2 separate regions of the Xenopus laevis genome follow, and region 1 is linked to region 2. Evidence: chromatin contacts called from public Hi-C data. All regions are on one chromosome and are shown on one strand. The core of a region is the stretch at or near the end of the contact, and the rest is flanking DNA. Distances in the headings are between cores, read along the strand shown.

Region 1 (5,702 bases), core at 1,692-4,191, 71 kb after region 2:
TATATATATACATAAATACATACATAATCAGTGGCAGCAGAGTGGAGCTGACTTCAATTGCCTGCACCATAACAAAATATTTTTTTTCTGTCAATTTTGATTGGCAGCAAGGTGTAACTTTGTGGCTTTGGATTGGTGGCTTGATAGTATAATAATCATGGATTTCTTTTTGGCTGTCGAGCATTGTACAATATCAATCAAATAATGCCCGAGGTAATACATAAAGAGGTATATATATATATATATATATATATTTCCAGTGAACCTTATGTGCATATTTCTATGAGAACGTTGAAATGTTATATTCACTGGTGCCACTGACTGATCTACTTTGCTGCTTTAAGGATATGCATTGGCCTGAGGATGGGAACTACACAAGCTCTCTACCGATACAGCTCTCTGCTCTCCCACGGCTTTTACTAACCCAGCTCTTGGATTGAACACACAAAGCAACAGGTATGACATGTTCCTTACTTGTACAGTTTAGAGTGGGATTAAGGACTAAGTAGATGCCGTGGGGTTCAGACAAACATAGGACAAATACATATTCATAAATTATTACACTAGTAATGGAACCCCGGGCAACAAAATAGTTGTTTTCATCAAAGGGGTTGTTCACCTTTGAATTTACTTTTTAGTATGATGTAGAGAGTGATATTCTGAGACAACTTGAAATTAGTTTTCATTTTTTATTATGTGCAGTTTTTGAGTTTTTTTTAGCTTTTTATTCAGCAGCTCTCCAGTTTGCAGTTTCAGCAATCTGGTTGCTAGGGTCCAAATTACCCTAGCAACTATGCACTGATTTGAATAAGGGACTGGAATATAAATAAGGGAGGCCTGGATAGAAAGATGAGTAATCAAAAGTAGCAATAACAATAAATGTGGAGCTATACAGAACATTACTTTTTAGATGGGGTCAGTTTAGATTTGAAAGGTGGAAAGAGTCAGAAGAAGGGGAATCATTCAAAAACTATAAAATATAAATGTTGCAAAGACCAATTGAAAAGTGCTTGGAATTGGTCATTCTATAATATACTAAAAGTTAACTTCAAGGTGAACCACCTCTTTTCCAGTACAAATATAAGGATCATTTCTATTTGCTGGCTACAAGTGTTTGGGTGGCTTATGTGCAAAGTAAAGTAGATACTACAATGGTCAATTCTCATAGAGACCAGATGTGCCGATTTTTGGATCGTGTGTGGAGAGTGCCGACATCTTTCGTCCGGCGGAGATCGGTCGTTTGGTTGATTGGACAGGTTTGATTTTGACCCGACCAATCCAGCCGGAGCCCATTTCGCATCGTAATCGGATCGTTCGGCCATATGGCCGAACGTTCAGACTACCCCCGATATAGACATGCTTGTTAATGGCATATCGGGGAAAGATCCGCTCGTTTGGCAATATCGCCAAACGAGCGGATCTTTGTGTCTATGACCACCTTAAGATGCATAAATCCATATCGGTGCAACCCTTTGGTGGTTTTTAATGTTTTAAAGGGGTGGTTCACCTTTACAATAGCCCATTCCATGCAACTTTTCAATTGGTCTTCATTATTTTTTTGTACAGCTTTTGAATTATTTGCCTTTTACTTCTGACTCTGACCCATCTAAAAACAAATGCTCTGTAAAGCTACAAATGTATTGTTATTGCTACTTTTTATTACTCATCTTTCTATTCAGATCCTCTCCTAGTCATATCCCAGTCTCCTATTCAAATCAATGCAGGGGGCCATTTGTTTGTAAATGATGGATAACAAACCCTTGTTTGTTATCCACCATTTATTCCCTGTTTGTTATAACTAAGGTAAAGCACTGTGTATCTTGTCGGCGCTATATAAATAAATTATGATGATGATGATGATGATGATGATGAATATCACTCTCTTCATCATACTAAAAGTTAACGCAAAGGTGAACAACCCCTTTAATGTTTTGTTAGTAGACTTATGGCATGATGTCATGAGTTATGGAAAGACAAATGGGGGTCATTTATCAACACTGGGCCAATTTGCCATGGCAACCAATCAAATTGTTGCACTCATGGTTCTACCTGCAACTGGCTGAAGAAAGCCAATCACTGATTGGTTGATATGTCTTACTGCCCATGGGCAAATATGCCCAGTGTTGATAAATTATCCCCACTGTCTGGAAAATCATAGATCTCAAGCATTCCTGATAATAGATCTCATACCTGCCATTTATTTGTCATCAGACAGCTGACTCTGTGACTTGCAAGCCTGTTGATTTGAGTACTACAAGACTTCTCTAAGGCCTCTTTTCTCTGGAACTCTCTGCCTCGAGCTGTCAGACTTTCTCCTTCTTTCCGAACTTTCAAATGCTTCTTAAAGACCCACCTGTTTAAAGAAGCTTATTCAATGTACCTTAATTAATCAATCATTGCTGTATCATGAATCACAAAATTGTTTCTATAATCCAAATATCTCAATTGTCCAGTAACCTTTAGTCAATAAACTCTCGCACGTAGGCCCCTCTAATCCTATTGTACTCTGTAAAGCCTTGTTTGTTATCCCCCATTTATCCCCTGTTTGTTACAACTAAGGTTAAGCACTGTGTAACCTGTCAGCGCTATATAAATAAATGATGATGAGTACGAAATGGGGTATAGAGAGGTAATAAGCACATCCTCGGCTGTCAGGACAGAATGCCTGAGCCAGCAGAGGTTGCTGGTAGCTGTAGGAATTTTCAGAGACATGTACAGTAGTTGAGAGCACACAGTTTGGCGTTTACTTTTTAGGCGTGTGGTGCTACCTGACACATGCTAAGAATTCCATTCGCATAATGTATATAACTGGTTCCCAGGAGGCGACCTCCCTGATGAAAATAACAAGCAGCCTTTGCTTTGTTACCCAGGGAAACAGGAAAAGGTCTCCCTGCCCCTGTTCTCTGCCACTTTCTATGGAAGCATTGAAACCAGAATGCCTTTAGGCTTAGGCTTTACCTAAGGCATCAACTGACCAAACCAGTTCCCTGATCCCTCTTCATTCCATAGATATAAGCCATGCTGAAGATTCCTCCCAGGGGTATGAAAGACAGGTATCTGTTGAATTCTGACTTTCAGACCCAGAGAAGTATTTACAAACTCCAAAGTATTTACAAATCTCGTTCTGATTTGTGAGAATGGGCACATAGTTTATAGTGGTATGACCACCCCAAATGACGCCAGCAGTCGACTTCCTTATATCTTGAGCTGTTCGGCTGCATTCCTGCATTACAATGCACAGCACAACTGACTCTTGACCAAGTAAAATGTGTAAATGAAAATGCCTTGTCCAGATCTGAAAAACAGCAAATGCAGTGATTTGTCTTCGGGTTTTTATCAAGTTCTGCACATAAAGTTCGAGGAATATTGCTACAAATGTACAGCAAAATTAAAAACTGGTTAATGTCTTTCCACTGCAATAATATATTTTTGCTAAAGTTTGCAGGATTTATGTCTGAAAATAGACTCAAGACAAAGTCCTCTCATTTTCCTTCTCACATTTTCTTTATTATATAAATATGAATACCACAAAGCACCTCAACAGTTTGATACCAATATACATAGGACTAGGATATAGGATACCTGGTGTGTAAGAAACCCTGTAAACAAAACAAACCACCCTTGTTTTATGAGTTGTAAAAGCCCATATTAGTAAGTTGCCTCCATAAAACCATATATTTTTGGAAAGTACACTTCCTGAAGAATTACAAAACAAACTGGTAAATATTTCCTTGTACACAACAGGTTTCTGCAGATCGAGTCAAAAGTCTTATTTCACACATGTTCTTTGGTAGAAATAATAAAGTGGTCGGGGTTTAGGCAGAAAGTAACTGGGTAACACGCCTGGCTATCCTGCTAAGGTGCACCGTCCCCTGTGTTTTTAGCATTTTTTTCCATTACTTTGCTGATCTGGCACCAGAGTGATATCACTTCTGGTTTTACTGGTGCTGAGTTGAAATGTATGTGAATTATTTTAAAGCCGAGTTGGGTAGAAGCTATGGTTAGAGGAACATATCGGGTGGAGCGTGCAGGTTGGGTTAGGGCTCAGCAGTAGGTCCAACACAGGACTGCTAACCAGACCTGTACAGGACTGTACCATGAGCCTTCTTAATAGTGTGATGCTTCGTGCACATGATTACTCAATGTTTAGAATTCCATTCAATTATTACAGTAGAACCAGTGTGGAGTAAGGAGGAAGCAGGGTGATCAGAATTGCAAAAGATCACTATATATATGTATTGCAGTCTCATATGTGTCACAATTTTGTGATATACAAAACGACACCCAAGCAATGACCTATTATCCAAGCCACGCAATTATGTCTAATGTACCAGGGTATGGTACTCTCAACTGAACCAAATGGATATAAGACATACTGTAGCACTTTTGCTGCTTTAAGCAGTGGATAAGGATTCACTTTTTGCCACTGATACTATACATTTAATACCACAGTTGCCCATATCTTGGCCTTTTTATCCCAAGATGAAATACCTGTGAAAATACTTTCCCTGCTGCCAACCAGTTCTTGGGTTACATAAACACCAGGAGCTTTTTTTTTTTGTAACTTAAATTTTATTTTTCATCAAAGAAAGATACAGCAATAACATGTCTGATACAATTCTGGCACAGATCATTGAAAAAATGATATGAGCTTCAAATAACATGTTGGGGTCCAGTGCATACATGCATGATACATGTTATACATGTTACATCGTATATATAACAATGAGTATTGAAACATGTATATAAAGTCAGACATCAGACATCATGAGAAAGGAGGAAAAAAGACAGATAGAGTTCAACTAAAGAGGGGGGGGTGGGAGTAGTAGGGGAAGGGGTTCTAAATTCACTGAATGCTAATCCGTATTACCATACCATGTGTGTGTAGGGATCACAGTTGGGTGGAGTCTGAGAAAAGCTCCCAAGGAGACCAGACCTTGAGATACAGGGGGATTCTGTTTTGCATCCTTGCCAAATTGTATTCATACCGTTTGATACCATTAACCCTTTGTTGCACTTCTCGGAGGGAGGGGATAGAAGAGGTTTTCCATTTGGCAGCAATCAAGATACGGGCAGCTGAAAGTATCTGATTAGCCAGCTTTTGCATGTGCTTAGAAAGCTGCTTCTACGGTTTCCCCAAGAGTACATGCAAAATGCATTTATCCAGAGTTTGATGGGTCACCTGGTTTAGCAGAGTTATAATGTCATCCCAGAATGTTAGTAATCGGGGGCAGAACCAGAATATATGGGGTAAATCCCCTCGGTGCCCGCAATCTCTCCAGCAGCTAGAGGAAGTTTCTGGGAACAACCTATTGAGCTGAACTGGAGTGTGATACCAAAACATTAAAATTTTAAAAACATTTTCCTGCTGCCTAACACAAGTGATCCCTCTTTTGGTATTATCCCAGATCGCCTCCCATTCCTTAATATCGATCCTTCGTCCTACACAATCATCCCATTTTTGCATATAGCTGTGTCTAGATTCTGTTTCCAGGGAGGGGCTGACTAATAACTTATAAATGGAGGAGATTAAACACCAGGAGCTTTTTGCATTAAAGGGGTTGTTCGCCTTAAAATAACTTTTAGTATGTTATAGAGAGCTAATTCTGATACAATTTGTAATTGGTTTTAATTTTTTATTATTTAAGGTTTTTTAGTTATTTAGCTTTTTATTCAGAAGCTCTTCAATTTGCAATTTAAGC
Region 2 (5,679 bases), core at 312-2,811:
GAGCCAATACTTATAACTATGGTTGGACTGGGATGGTAAAAAACAGGTGGGCACAGACTTCATATGCCCCACTGACCCAAGCCCACTCTCCCTAGACTCTGGAAACCCTTCCCTGCCCCCCCCTCCCCCTCATCACAGCGACAGGTAAAGAAGGTAAAAGAGACACGTCGCTGAGGATGGCCAGGAGACCAGTTGCCCTTGTGGGAAGGTCTGTGCAGAAGTTGGGAGGGGGGACTCGTGGGAGCCGGTGGGCTCAGGACACTCCAGTCCAACACTGCTTATCACTAATCCAACAGATAATATATATGTGTGTCCAACAATCTGCAATTACAGATAATACCTCTCTGCCATTCTTTTCTTCTTTATGTTTGGCATAAGCCATTATCCCCCTATATCACACTTTAGCAAATGGACTGCTTAGTGTATGTATATGTCTATGCCTAATAAAGCATATACCTGTAGTTCATTAGGAGTGAAGCAGGTTAACATTGAATTGGTTAATTTAGCTCATCTTCTCGTAAGTTAATACGACTTGGGTTTCTGCACCCATTTGTTGTGAACGTGGGACAATACTGTCAGTAAGTATATAATAGGACGGCAGACAGTATCAGATAGGTGTAGCAGTCAATACAAGCACACAGAGATTAGTAGGGGTGTGGTGCAGAAGGAATGAGAAGGGCTCACTCTGCTGGAAGCACAGTATCACTCAACAATATAAACACTAATAATGACTACAGTGTGTGCACCTGCTAGACACAACTAGGATAGCAGCATTTTTGATTGTAAGCTCTTTTGGAAAGGGCCCCTCTTTACTGTTAGTATTGATTACTGGTTATTTTGTATGTTTTCTTGTATGTTTAATGTATTGTACAACACTGCAGAATATGTTGGTGTTTTATAAATACATGTTAATAATGATAATATTAATTTGGAGAGCTTTGTCCACTGCTGCTTTCCATTAACCAAAGACTGTACACAGACCCAGTACCTCATGCAATTTGGCCATTTCTGTCTCAACTGTCTGATCACTGGTCTGTGCGGGGTTTAGGACCCACCTAAAGGACCTTTATATAACTGTATTATAGTGTGCCTTTTTACGAAGAAAGCTTTTTTCTGAAATAATAAGACAATGAGCATATAGTAAATGACTAATATGTTACATATTATAGGATTTACTCCTACAAATGTGTCAGCTGCAACACACCTCTTTCATTCAAGCATATATTACTCTCATTGTTGGGATATTCTTTGCTACAACATGGTCCTTTGTGCTGTCTGGCTGTTAAATAAGCTAGGCTCCGGTGTACAAGTCACTTGTGAGATTCCAGCAGCATCCTTCTACTGTATACAGTCTACTGTATACAATCTACTGTATACAATCTACTATATACAATCTACTGTATACAATCTACTGTATACAATCTACTATATACAATCTACTGTATACAATCTACTGTATACAATCTACTATATACAATCTACTGTATACAATCTATGTGTTTGTGGGGCGTTTGCTTCTCCTGTGAGTCAGGACAATGGAGTGTCGGGTGGGGGCCCCAGCTGGAGGGAGAGTGTTTTAAAATGTAAAGTTCCCAGATTCCTCTGAAGAAACTGAGAAGGGTATGAAGATCAGGGTAATTCCTAAATAAACAGCATTAGCCTTTACTTTGCAAAATTACGTTTGGTTTTATATATAGGAAAATACAATCTGATCCACAGCACTGGCCCGTATTAAAGGTAATTAAGGCAATTTGTGCAGAGGGCTACTAAATATGCCGCCTTTTATAGAAAATAGGGATCCCTGACCTTTTAAACCTGTGAGCAACATTCAGAAGTAAAAGGAGTTGGGGAGCTACACTAGCATGAAAAACGTTCTTGGGGTGCCAAATAAGTGCTGTGATTGGCCATTTGGTAGCCCCTATGTGGACTGTCAAACTACATTGAGGCTCTGTTTGGCAGTGCACCTGATTTTTATACAACCAAAACTTGCCTCCAAGCCTGGAATTCAAAAATAAGCACCTGCTTTGAGAGCAACATCCAAGGGGTTGGAGAGCAACATGTTACTCATGAGCTACTGGTTGGGGATCACTGTACTAGAGCAGGCTGCCTGCACAAATCCCTCCTGGTCTGGCCAGTCCTGTCATTTCATTTCATTATGAATTCCAGCTCATTTGTATATAGTTATACTGGCAGTACATTTCACTCAGTGCTTGCTTACCCAAAGGTTTATCTCCCAAATATTTGTAGTATTCTAAAAATAGCCATTAGTTGTTACTATATGTATATATACACTGTAGGTAGATAGATAGATAGATAGATAGATAGATAGATAGATGATAGATAGATAGATAGATCATTGATAGAATAGGTGATTGATAGATAGGTATATAGACATGATAGCTAGCTAGTGATCGAGACAGACAGACAGACAGACAGACAGATAAATAGATAGATGACTGATAGATATGTAGATGGACATGATGAAAGATACACAGATTTACCCCGTTTCACGGCGCAGAGCGAAGGAATCACAGGAGACGGTATTGCTCAAATATCTTGCGGCTTTATTTGGCACATCGAGTGGGATTCTAGCAGTGGGTTGGTGTGGAAAAAGGTTTTTCCACACCAACCCACTGCTAGAATCCCACTCGATGTGCCAAATAAAGCCGCAAGATATTTGAGCAATACCGTCTCCTGTGATTCCTTCGCTCTGCGCCGTGAAACGGGGTAAATCTGTGTATTGAAGTTACCTCCTCTACGAGGTGAGGAGGATCCCGCGAGAGCTGCGACTGAAGGTAGAGACGCTGCACAGTAAGGGTGAGCTCCGATTTAATATCTAAACCTGTCTTATGATGAAAGATAGACAGACAACTTGCGCAGGCGCATGCTTAGCCGGCGCCTCGCCGGCCAGGTTGCCTAGGGCGTCTGGCCAGTCTGGCCTGGCTTTAATAGATAGATAATTGATAGATGATTGATAGAATAAACAAATGATAAATATGTATATAGACATGATAGCTAGCTATATAGTGATCTTGACTGACAGAAAGAGAGACAGAGAGATAGATAGATAAATAGCTAGATGACTGATAGATATGTAGATGGACATGATAGCTAGATAGATAGCTAGATAGATAGATAGATAGATAGATAGATAATAGATAGATAGATAGATAGATAGATAGATAATAGATAGATAGATAGATAGATAGATAGATAGATAATAGATAGATAGATAGATAGATAGATAGATAGATGGATAGATAGATAGATAATAGATAGATAGATAGATAGATAGATAGATAGATGATAGATAGATAGATAGATAGATAGATAGATAGATAGATAGATAGTCAACCTCATTTAGGGTTGAGGGACGTTCACCCATCTTTGTTTTGTATGGGGTACAAGAAACAAGGTAACACAAGAGCATAGTATTCTGTCTGTCCCCCGTCACGATTTAAGGTCCAGTGTCAGTTTGTACATAATAGGGCACCTTCAAGATCTCTGTGCACCTTGCCTGTAAAATACTAAGTTGAACCCAATGACGCTCATCTTTCCATGACTGACCCATATATTTGAAAGGGAGAGCAGCCATACAAAGGATTTGCTTGCTGAATCCTCTATAATAAAAGAGCCCCTGGCAATTTGTTACTGAGAACCCAGACAGGACGCAAAACAAAATGGCAGGCCCAGTAGACTGGAGGCTGTAGTTTCCTATTTTAAATAACTGAAAACATTTTCATTAAAGTTATATGTTCATTCGGTTATATGAATAGTTTTGTGATCTTACATGTATGCCAATATAAAGAGCTTCATTTATGTTCCCAGGTAATCACTAGGGGTCATTTATTAACATTAGGCACCATGGCAGTATAAATGGAGCAGGGTCATGGAGTGGATTTGCTTTTCTCAGCCTGAAAAAATACACAGGCTCAGAGCTGCAGAGCCTATTTTTTTTTATTGAAAAATATACTTTTATTAGAAATATATATATATAATATAAATATATAAAAAATAAAAGTTTTCCGTATCAATGCTGTTTCGTGGCACAATACTGTATATCAGATAAAGCAACGAGGGTGAGGTGAGTGGGTGAGGGGTGGTGTAGGGAGGGGATAGTGGCGTTTGAATTGCCCAAAGCTTTATTTCCACTTAAACAGACAGCGAGGGGAGGATAAGGGGGAGGAGAGAGTCTTTAGTCCTCTTCTTCCTCAAGGCAGTCGCGGATGTTGTAGTCGCGCAGCAGACTGTGTATCAGCTTACGGTAGTCTTGAATGCTTGTTCTCTCTCTCTCCGAAGGATGAGGCGATTCCTAGAAAACCAGAGCCTATGCTCCGTGTGCCAATGTCCTTAACAATTACCAATGCCCATGTTTCTGTTATACTCATTCAAGTACACACAAACTGTTGGTTTTTACATAAAGAGATACTTTTGTCTTCAAGGAACAGTTCAGATTAAAAATAAAAACTGGGTAAATAGATAGGCTTTGCAAAATAAAAAGCACCAGAAAATCCACCAGTTCAGAGAGGTTTTACAATTTTCATGGTTTACTGTTTCCAGCTTCTTGTTACACCAACACTACTGGTTATGTTATTTGAGAAACCACAAAGAGGTGGGCACTCAAGTCAATCACAAAGGCAAGATGGACTTAAAAAATAATATTTATTTGAGAATATCTCTTACACGTTTTGTGCGCTGAAAGCCTTAAAGCAGAAAACGCGTAAGGCTTCACCTGGCCTTTGGGGATTCCTTCAGTATCCACCTATTTGTTATTTCCTATATGGATTTCAGCTGCCTTTGCTAAAGGGTAAGGCTGGTCACCTGAACCTGGACCACCGTCCCTTGGTTATATTTTTTGGAAACTGGAGTTTTTGAAAATGATAGGAAAGAGATGGAAAGAGTGTTTAACCTACCAGCAGGGGGAGCAGTGGGCTGAAGGGTTTTTAGAACAGATTAGGCATAAAAGGAGATGCCGTTCCCCTTTTCATTTGTATTGTTTCATTGTCTTATTTTTAGTCTTCAAAATTATAAATGCAGGAGATGGGGCTTAAATAAAGATTTTTGGAAAAGGACAAGAATGAGGCAGCTAAAAAGTAAAATGTAGTGTGAAAATGAAAATGTAATTAGTTTCCTTTTATGCACATAAGACACTTTCTCAATATAATCCATTAAAAATTATACAAGTATCAAGTTACTCTTCACTATCCCCATCTCATAAGTATCTCTTTCTACATGCAGCTTTGTGCATTTTGAAAGTCATTTTGAAAAGACAGTTGGCTGGAAGCACATACCAATTTAGGCTGTCAGGCACTGTCTGACTTTGACTCCTGCATGCAGAAAGACAGATTACTAAGAGCGAGATAGGGAAAAGTAACTTGATTATTTTAGAAATGGTATAAAACGTTTTAGTGACTATAATTGGAGAGTTCCTTAGTTCCATCATAATGGATCTCCAAATGCTTTGCAAAACGCAGATACTTTTATGAGACATTTCTATGAGTGCTACGCTACTCTGCCTACAACTAGGGCGAATTTATACATCAGGCGCAAATTCACGGCGAATCTCCGCGGGCGAATAAATTTGCAAAATCCCCGCAAAAATTTGCAGGCGAAAATTTGCTGGCGTCAAAATATACAATCGCCGCTGGTGACAATTCCGACGCCGGTGACAATTCTAGG

Evidence for each region. A called contact is a pair of places that touch in the nucleus more often than the background predicts.
Region 1: a Hi-C map of animal cap shows a contact between it and region 2, with 4 times the contacts expected there. A contact is called at or near these places in 3 of 4 Hi-C or Micro-C datasets (the XL177 cell line, the XTC cell line and animal cap).

What each region holds. Positions count from the first base shown.
Region 1 is chr2L:156,479,245-156,484,946 of Xenopus_laevis_v10.1, forward strand. No RefSeq gene overlaps it. Among protein-coding and RNA genes, the nearest start is that of bcdin3d.L, 18 kb to the right of the region's middle.
Region 2 is chr2L:156,409,645-156,415,323 of Xenopus_laevis_v10.1, forward strand. No RefSeq gene overlaps it. Among protein-coding and RNA genes, the nearest start is that of LOC121399663, 18 kb to the left of the region's middle.